Regions from separate parts of the Culex quinquefasciatus genome. Here region 1 is linked to region 2. A link is a contact called in public Hi-C data. All regions are on one chromosome and are shown on one strand. The core of a region is the stretch at or near the end of the contact, and the rest is flanking DNA. Distances in the headings are between cores, read along the strand shown.

Region 1 (3,244 bases), core at 679-3,178, 230 kb after region 2:
ATCTTGGAGAATTCAATACCAACACATTTTTTTTTTTTTTTTTTTTTTTTTTTTTGAAAACTAAATCAGTTTACATTGAGAGAGATGTTAAAACCAGCAAGTCATTTTAAAATCTGTTTTTTTTCCAATAAAATAACAAAAAAACTGTTTTGAACGAATGCAAATACTAAATGATTTTTTGCCTCGATATTCGACCTATTAAAGAAAAACCAATTTAAAAATGCTTAAGATTGTTCATCTACACATCTTGCAAGTAGCCCAAATTAAAAATAAATTAAATTTTATTAAAATTTTGAGAAAACGAATATTAGTGTTGGAGGTCAAAACGGCTCTTACGACTTTTCGAAAACTCACCCGAGAATGACTCATTTTCATGAACACATGTTCATGATTTTGGGAACTCTTTTATCTCCGTATAAGCTGTTCTTGTGCAATGTACTTTCAGCAAAACTACCCCGAAATTCTATTTGTTCTCAGAAAAAAATAATAAATAAAAGATTCAAAAATATTTAAAAGGTGGTATAGAAGCTACACAGGTTGAATCAAATCCATAAACATAAAAAATCATTTTTTTTTTTTCATAAATAAAACATAAGAACTTTTCGTTAATTCGACAAGTTAAATCTGTGTGCAAATTTCAAGCACTGCGAATCTATGAAACAATGTTACAACTTATAGAAATAAATTTGATTTGCTGTTTATTAAAAAAAATCAAAGATCAGCTAATTTTTAAAAGAACAAATCTCGTGTGAGTTTTCAAAAAGCCGTAAGAGCCACCGTGACCTCTGACACTAATTTTCGTTTTTCTCGAAAATGAAACAAAATTTCATTTATTTCAAGTATGGGGCACTTGAAGGACGTGTAGATGAACAATCTCGAGCATTTTTGATATTGGTTTTTCGTAAGTAGGTCGAATACCAATACAAAAAGGACTTTGTTTACCAATGGCTCTTACGGCTTTTTGAAAACTAATTCGAGAAATATCCAAAAATTCAAAACAAATACTAAGGCACACATTTGCATATGTAAAATTCTAAGAATATTTTTTTCAGAAATTTCAATTAATTATAAAAGAATTGCTTACTTTACAAATATTTTTTTGCTCCCTGATTTTTTTAAAACAAATTTTGAAGGGGGAGGGGGGGGGTGACATAAACTTTGAAAAATATTTGCAACGGCCTTATTAGTCATTCTTTATCAACTAAATGACTTTTTGTCATCATATCCAAATAATCATTTTTTAATAAAATTATCATTAAAGAACTTTCTTGTAATGAAATGCTCTCGATCTTTGCGGTGAATTTCGTTTTATTATTCACTATTCTATTATTCACTATTCCAATTTTTCTTGTATTAGAATCACAGCTTTAAAAAACAATTTTACATCTAATTCTAACTCTACAAAAAGCATATCAGACTAAACATCCCGGAGTCCAATAAATTAATCCAAAATATTTTTTGAAATCATAAAAATCATAAATCATATAAAAAAAACACCAAACGCCTCTGAACATCCCTTCACGAAGAAATTCCACTCTGACGCCAACGCCAAAACCATGGCAAGAAAAACTCAACAAAAACTTAAAATCTCACCGGAACGCCGCCACACTTTCTTTCGCTCTTCTTCCAACCGCACACACACTTTTCCTCCCGGAGAGCGCGCTTACAATAACGGGAGAGAGAGCTGCCGTGATGGACATGTACGTACGGACGCACAGACGGACAGACGAACAAACTGTCACACGCGTATCGACTCCGCACCGGCTTGTCATCATTGACGGATAGGAGGAGCAATTCGACTCACTACCCATTAATAATCGGGCTCTCACTCACCGGCTCTCCCGGGAGAGGGAGAGAGCCCGCTCACTCGTACTCGCACACACACAGTGATGCTAAACTGTCAAAGAAGCGTTCGTACAGTGGTGTGCGTGTGTTTTGATTGCAGCTCACGCTCTCGCTCTCTCGGCGGACGTGCCGTGCATCGCGCGTGTTGATGTTTTGTGTAAAGTGGCAACATAATTGATATTCTACGGGTTCAAAGTGAAGTGTTGTGAGGAATTAGTGACTGTTAGTGGCGGAATTTAGTAGCGGGCAACGAACAGGTACTGTGCCGATCCACTTAGCCGTTTAGTAGACTTGGATGTAGGGTGAAACAGGTTCCTAGCAAATGTAAACAAAGGATTTGTTTTGATTTGAAGGTTTTGTAAAAATATTGCTGTCTTTGTGTCGTCGTCCACTTCCTGCGATATGACTTCGACTTTTTATAGATACTCCTAAAATTTTGAGCAAAAATGATTAAATTTCCTTCAAAAAATCATGAAAACAAAAATTTATCCAAACATAACCTCACTTTCGCAATCCGGAGCGCTGCCACTCGCTTACATGTATTGGTGCAATCCTTCACCAATCCATCAATGGCGTAAACGTCACACAGTGGAAGTTCTCCTCTGCTCCAGAAGGTGGCAGCACCTGACGGTGCACACTTTTGCGTTCGGCAAGCCGGCAGTCTGAAATTTTCTTCTCTTTTGCCGACGGCTCTCGCACAGTTTTGTGTCCACCGTTGTTGTTGTTGTTGTTTTTGTTCTGTTTGGTTTGTTGCTCGATACATGCGGACGACGACGAGCAGCGACGGTGTGTTTTTACGTACCGCCCTTTTAAAAGGTGTGGCTTGCTAATAGTTTTGCTTTGCTGATGTTGTTGTTGTTGGTATTCGTCAGCGTTGTCGATACATTCGTACTCTTATTCGCTCGTTCTCGCTCTCGTTCTCGCAGCAGCAGCTCGTGCTCGTGATGGCTTTGACGAGCGTGAATGTTTGATGGCTTGGTTGTTGTTTTTGTTGTTGTTTCTCCGTACTGCGCTGCCATTGTCATTTGTAATAGATCAAATAATTGACAGGCGGTTTGCGTTATTATTTATTGAGAACGGTTATGGCTGACGCTTTGGGAGAGAGGGAGGGAGGAATACGTGACGTGTGGTGGTATATTGGAGATTAGAAACGAGATGTTTGGAATGGGATGGAAATGAAAATGGCCAATGGAAACGGTTATTGGTTATTAGAATGGATGGATAAGGATGTGAATGAATCAAAAGGTTGGTTATTCAGATTAAAATATATAATTTTGTTAACGTTTTTTTTGTGTTAAATTTAATATAGGTTTTGTTATTTAAAAAAAAGTTCCTGTTTTTGATTCTTTAAAAGAAATGAAAACCAGAACTCTCAAATTCGAGTTCTGCGACCTCATTT
Region 2 (3,341 bases), core at 149-2,648:
CTTTTTTAAAACTCTAGGCTTGAGGACTTTACATTTTGTCTTTTACGACAGCAATTATGGTAACATTATGGTTTTGCCTGAATTTGACAAATTTCTTCAAACTCATTATACCAACATCATAAATAATTATATATTTTTAGCGAATCAATGAAAACTCACCTTATCACGTGGTTACTGCATTAAGTATCTAAATACTACGAACAATTTCCCAACCTTCCCACAACTCTACTATCGTTCCTATCTTCCAACAAACAGAACAAAAAAACTCTATTCCACACCGACTTGGTGCGCCATCTGTTGCTCGGTGTCGCTACCACCGATTACCACCCTTTTCTCCGTTGACCATCCCACTTCATCCCCTTGAGCGCACGGCACCGCACACACCATCACCATTCCAGAAAGGCACCTGCCTTATGCTTCTTCTCTCCAGCCGCGTTCTCCATCATCATCGCTGCCTTCGTCGGATTCCCCTTCGTTTCGTTCGCTTTCTTCGTTCTCTCCGCGAAGGCCTGAGTCAAAGCAAAATGTGCGTATGCTTCTTCCACACAATCACACACAGCTGCAACACGCACACGCTCGTAAAAAAAACACGCAATACAACCGACGCGAGGGCGCGCACATAAACATAAATTTCACGCGTACATCACTTGGGTGAAGGATGGCGGCAAACAAGGAAACCGACCGACCGACCGACTTGGGGCATGCACACAAACGTACGCCGTTTTCGTGAAAAACATGTGATTTGCTGTTTTGGCTTCCAACAGTTGGTGCGAGCCGGCTTCGCAAGTGTCAGCTGAGTGTGAGGTTATGGTCAATTTGGAAGGAAATGTGGGTTTTTCTAAGAATTTGCACGGAGTTTTACGAAAACATGCGTTTTGAACGGTTGCTGTATCGTACAGCTGGACAGAGTCTAGTGAACCAGACGTGAAGCCATTTTTTGACGGAATCTGTTCAGATACATCGCGAAATAGCTTCTGAACAATGACGTTCTACCCACTCAGACTTTTCGAACGTCTGACGAGCGATTCAGCACGTGCGGTTGCTGTACCGTGCAGCTGTCCGGTACCAGCAAACCAAACGTGAAGCAACTTATGCATGGAATCTGTTCAGACACAACGCGAAACAGCTTCTGAACAGAGAAATTCTACCCAATCAGACGTAACGAGCGTCCGGCGAGCGTTTCAGAACGCACGGTAGACCTCTCCGTATCGTTCAGCCGTACCACATCAAGCTCGCGGCGCGCGTATAGTTTAGCCGGTCGCGTGCACGAAACCCCGGGACCCGACGGCGGAAAAGCAATTCAACGCGGCCTGCGAATCTGCAGCACGGTGACAGTGACTGGCTGCGGGTTGCAGTTCTTGGCCACCAGCAGCCGCTGTGTGCGGCAAGTCCGGCGCTCGGGACCGAGCGAGACGAGCTTCTTGCAACGCATCCTTTCCCCAGCAGCGTAAGAAGCAGGCCAGAACGGGATGGCAGCAATGCATAACCTCCAAATCGCCAAACGGTAGACAAGTTGCCGAGGATTGAAGAAAAATTGGCAGAAATCAGAGCTGTGTGTGGGATCCCCGATGACCACCTGCCGGAACGCTAGTGTTGGTGGAGGCACCACTTGACCCACCGCGCCAACCGATCCGTGTGTGCCGTGCCTCTGTATTGGTGCCAACTTCCCCTCAAAACCCGAACGCGCTCTCTCCCGCTCTCGTTCGCAGAACTTCTCCTTCCTCTCTCACAAAACCGTGACTTCCCCTTCAAACGAAGGGGAAGCTCGTCGGTTCTCCCCGCAACACACATTCAAAATATTCGCCTACTGTGTGTTTGTCGCTGTGTGTCAAAAGTGACACTTCTTCCTGTCGCTCGTCGTAGTTCGCGAGCAAAAAACTCCCAAAAGTTTCACGAGAGCGCGATGAGAGCCGCGTGGTGACAGTCATCAAACATGCTCAGATTTTTGAAGGCGATCGTCGCCGGGTTGATGGATCAAAAGTGTGTCTTAGGAGCTCCGAGGAAGTGTGGTGGTGCGGTGATGAAGTGGTGCAAAGCGAGGAAGCTCGCCATTGAGCGTGCGCTCCAAAAAGTGACGGTTGTAAAACTGAATGAATTATGGTGCGCCCTAGCGCCGCCGCCACCACCGCCACCTCATGGCAGTCCTCGCAGGACGACGACGTGGGGGTCTTGCCGTTTTTTGAAGATTGAAGGAAAGCCGTCGGGGTTTTACGGTGTGTGCGGTTTGTGGTTCGAAAACTGATGGTTTCGAGACTGTTCCGTGATGAAAAGAAAATTATGGAAAATAAAAATCAGTATTCTTAAAATTGTGATTTTTTTCTAGTGAAAAAGTGAATAAGTAACGCTATAAAAATTTGTTTTTGACCTCTCCTTAACATCCAGGGAAAAAATTAGATTTGGAAAGTTGTCGTTCGCAAACTTGACAAAATTAGAAAAAAATTGGAATGATTATTTGCTAATGGCATCAAAAAATACCAAAAGAAATAGGTTAATAAATTTGTTTAGTCGTTGAGCAAAAGTCTTGTGTGTAAAATGAAGCAAGCAAGAATAAGCGTTAGAGAGTAAAGCACCAACAGATAATAGTATTAAAAACAGAATATCCAACAACGAAGGATTTGCCGACGGCATTTTCAACTTGATGGAAGATGTTTTTGTTCATTTCACTAAATTACAGTAAATCTCATTGCAGTAAATAAAAGCAACAACAAAAAATGATTTTTTCTCCAAATTCTCTCTAAAATGATACTATTATTTGGATTAAAAATAATCATGCATTATCATAATATCTCTCTTTTTGCAGTCAGTTCAAACTACAAAAAATATATAGTTTTAACAAGGGTTAGTGATTTATTATGATTTCGCAAAATGCGTGAAATCCACCTACAAACGTTTAAGGAGTTACAAACACAGCCTAGACTTGGAAATCTAAAGTCCCCGAAAGGAAATCGCTTTGAATAATCGAAACTAGAAATTTTGTCATAACGATGCCTTGTTTTAGGTTGCTGAGCTTAAACAATGCTCCAAAGTTATTAAGATATTTTAAATCCAAGGTTTGGTCATGGTGATGCTGAGAAAATGTATTTGTTAATGTTGAAGATTTTCAACAAGGTCGCAGAACTCAAAATTGTTGTTGAATGCGAAACTAATATGAGGAATTAAATCTTTTTTGTCCTTGCTCCGAATATCCAAATTTCCTTAGAAACCTACCGAAAATCGTACTTTGTATCAACGAAACTTCGGATAATTCAGGCCTCGGATAATTTAGTCAAGACTGTACTCAAAATTTACTAAATTCACACTTTTTGGAGAAAAAAAGTAATATCCATTTTAGCCGTATTCGA

The links. A called contact is a pair of places that touch in the nucleus more often than the background predicts.
Region 1: a contact with region 2 is called in a Hi-C map of whole body, with 10 times the contacts expected there. The contact joins the promoter of LOC6043009 here to the promoter of LOC6046680 in region 2. A contact is called at or near these places in 2 of 2 Hi-C or Micro-C datasets (both in whole body).

Annotation. Positions count from the first base shown.
Region 1 is chr2:147,468,297-147,471,540 of VPISU_Cqui_1.0_pri_paternal, forward strand. LOC6043009 (zinc finger protein ZFAT) reads left to right here and starts at 1,929. Exons shown (of 9, transcript XM_038254872.1): 1 at 1,929-2,102.
Region 2 is chr2:147,235,379-147,238,719 of VPISU_Cqui_1.0_pri_paternal, forward strand. It overlaps LOC6046680 (protein tiptop), which reads right to left and starts at 1,399. Exons shown (of 6, transcript XM_038256883.1): 1 at 160-1,399.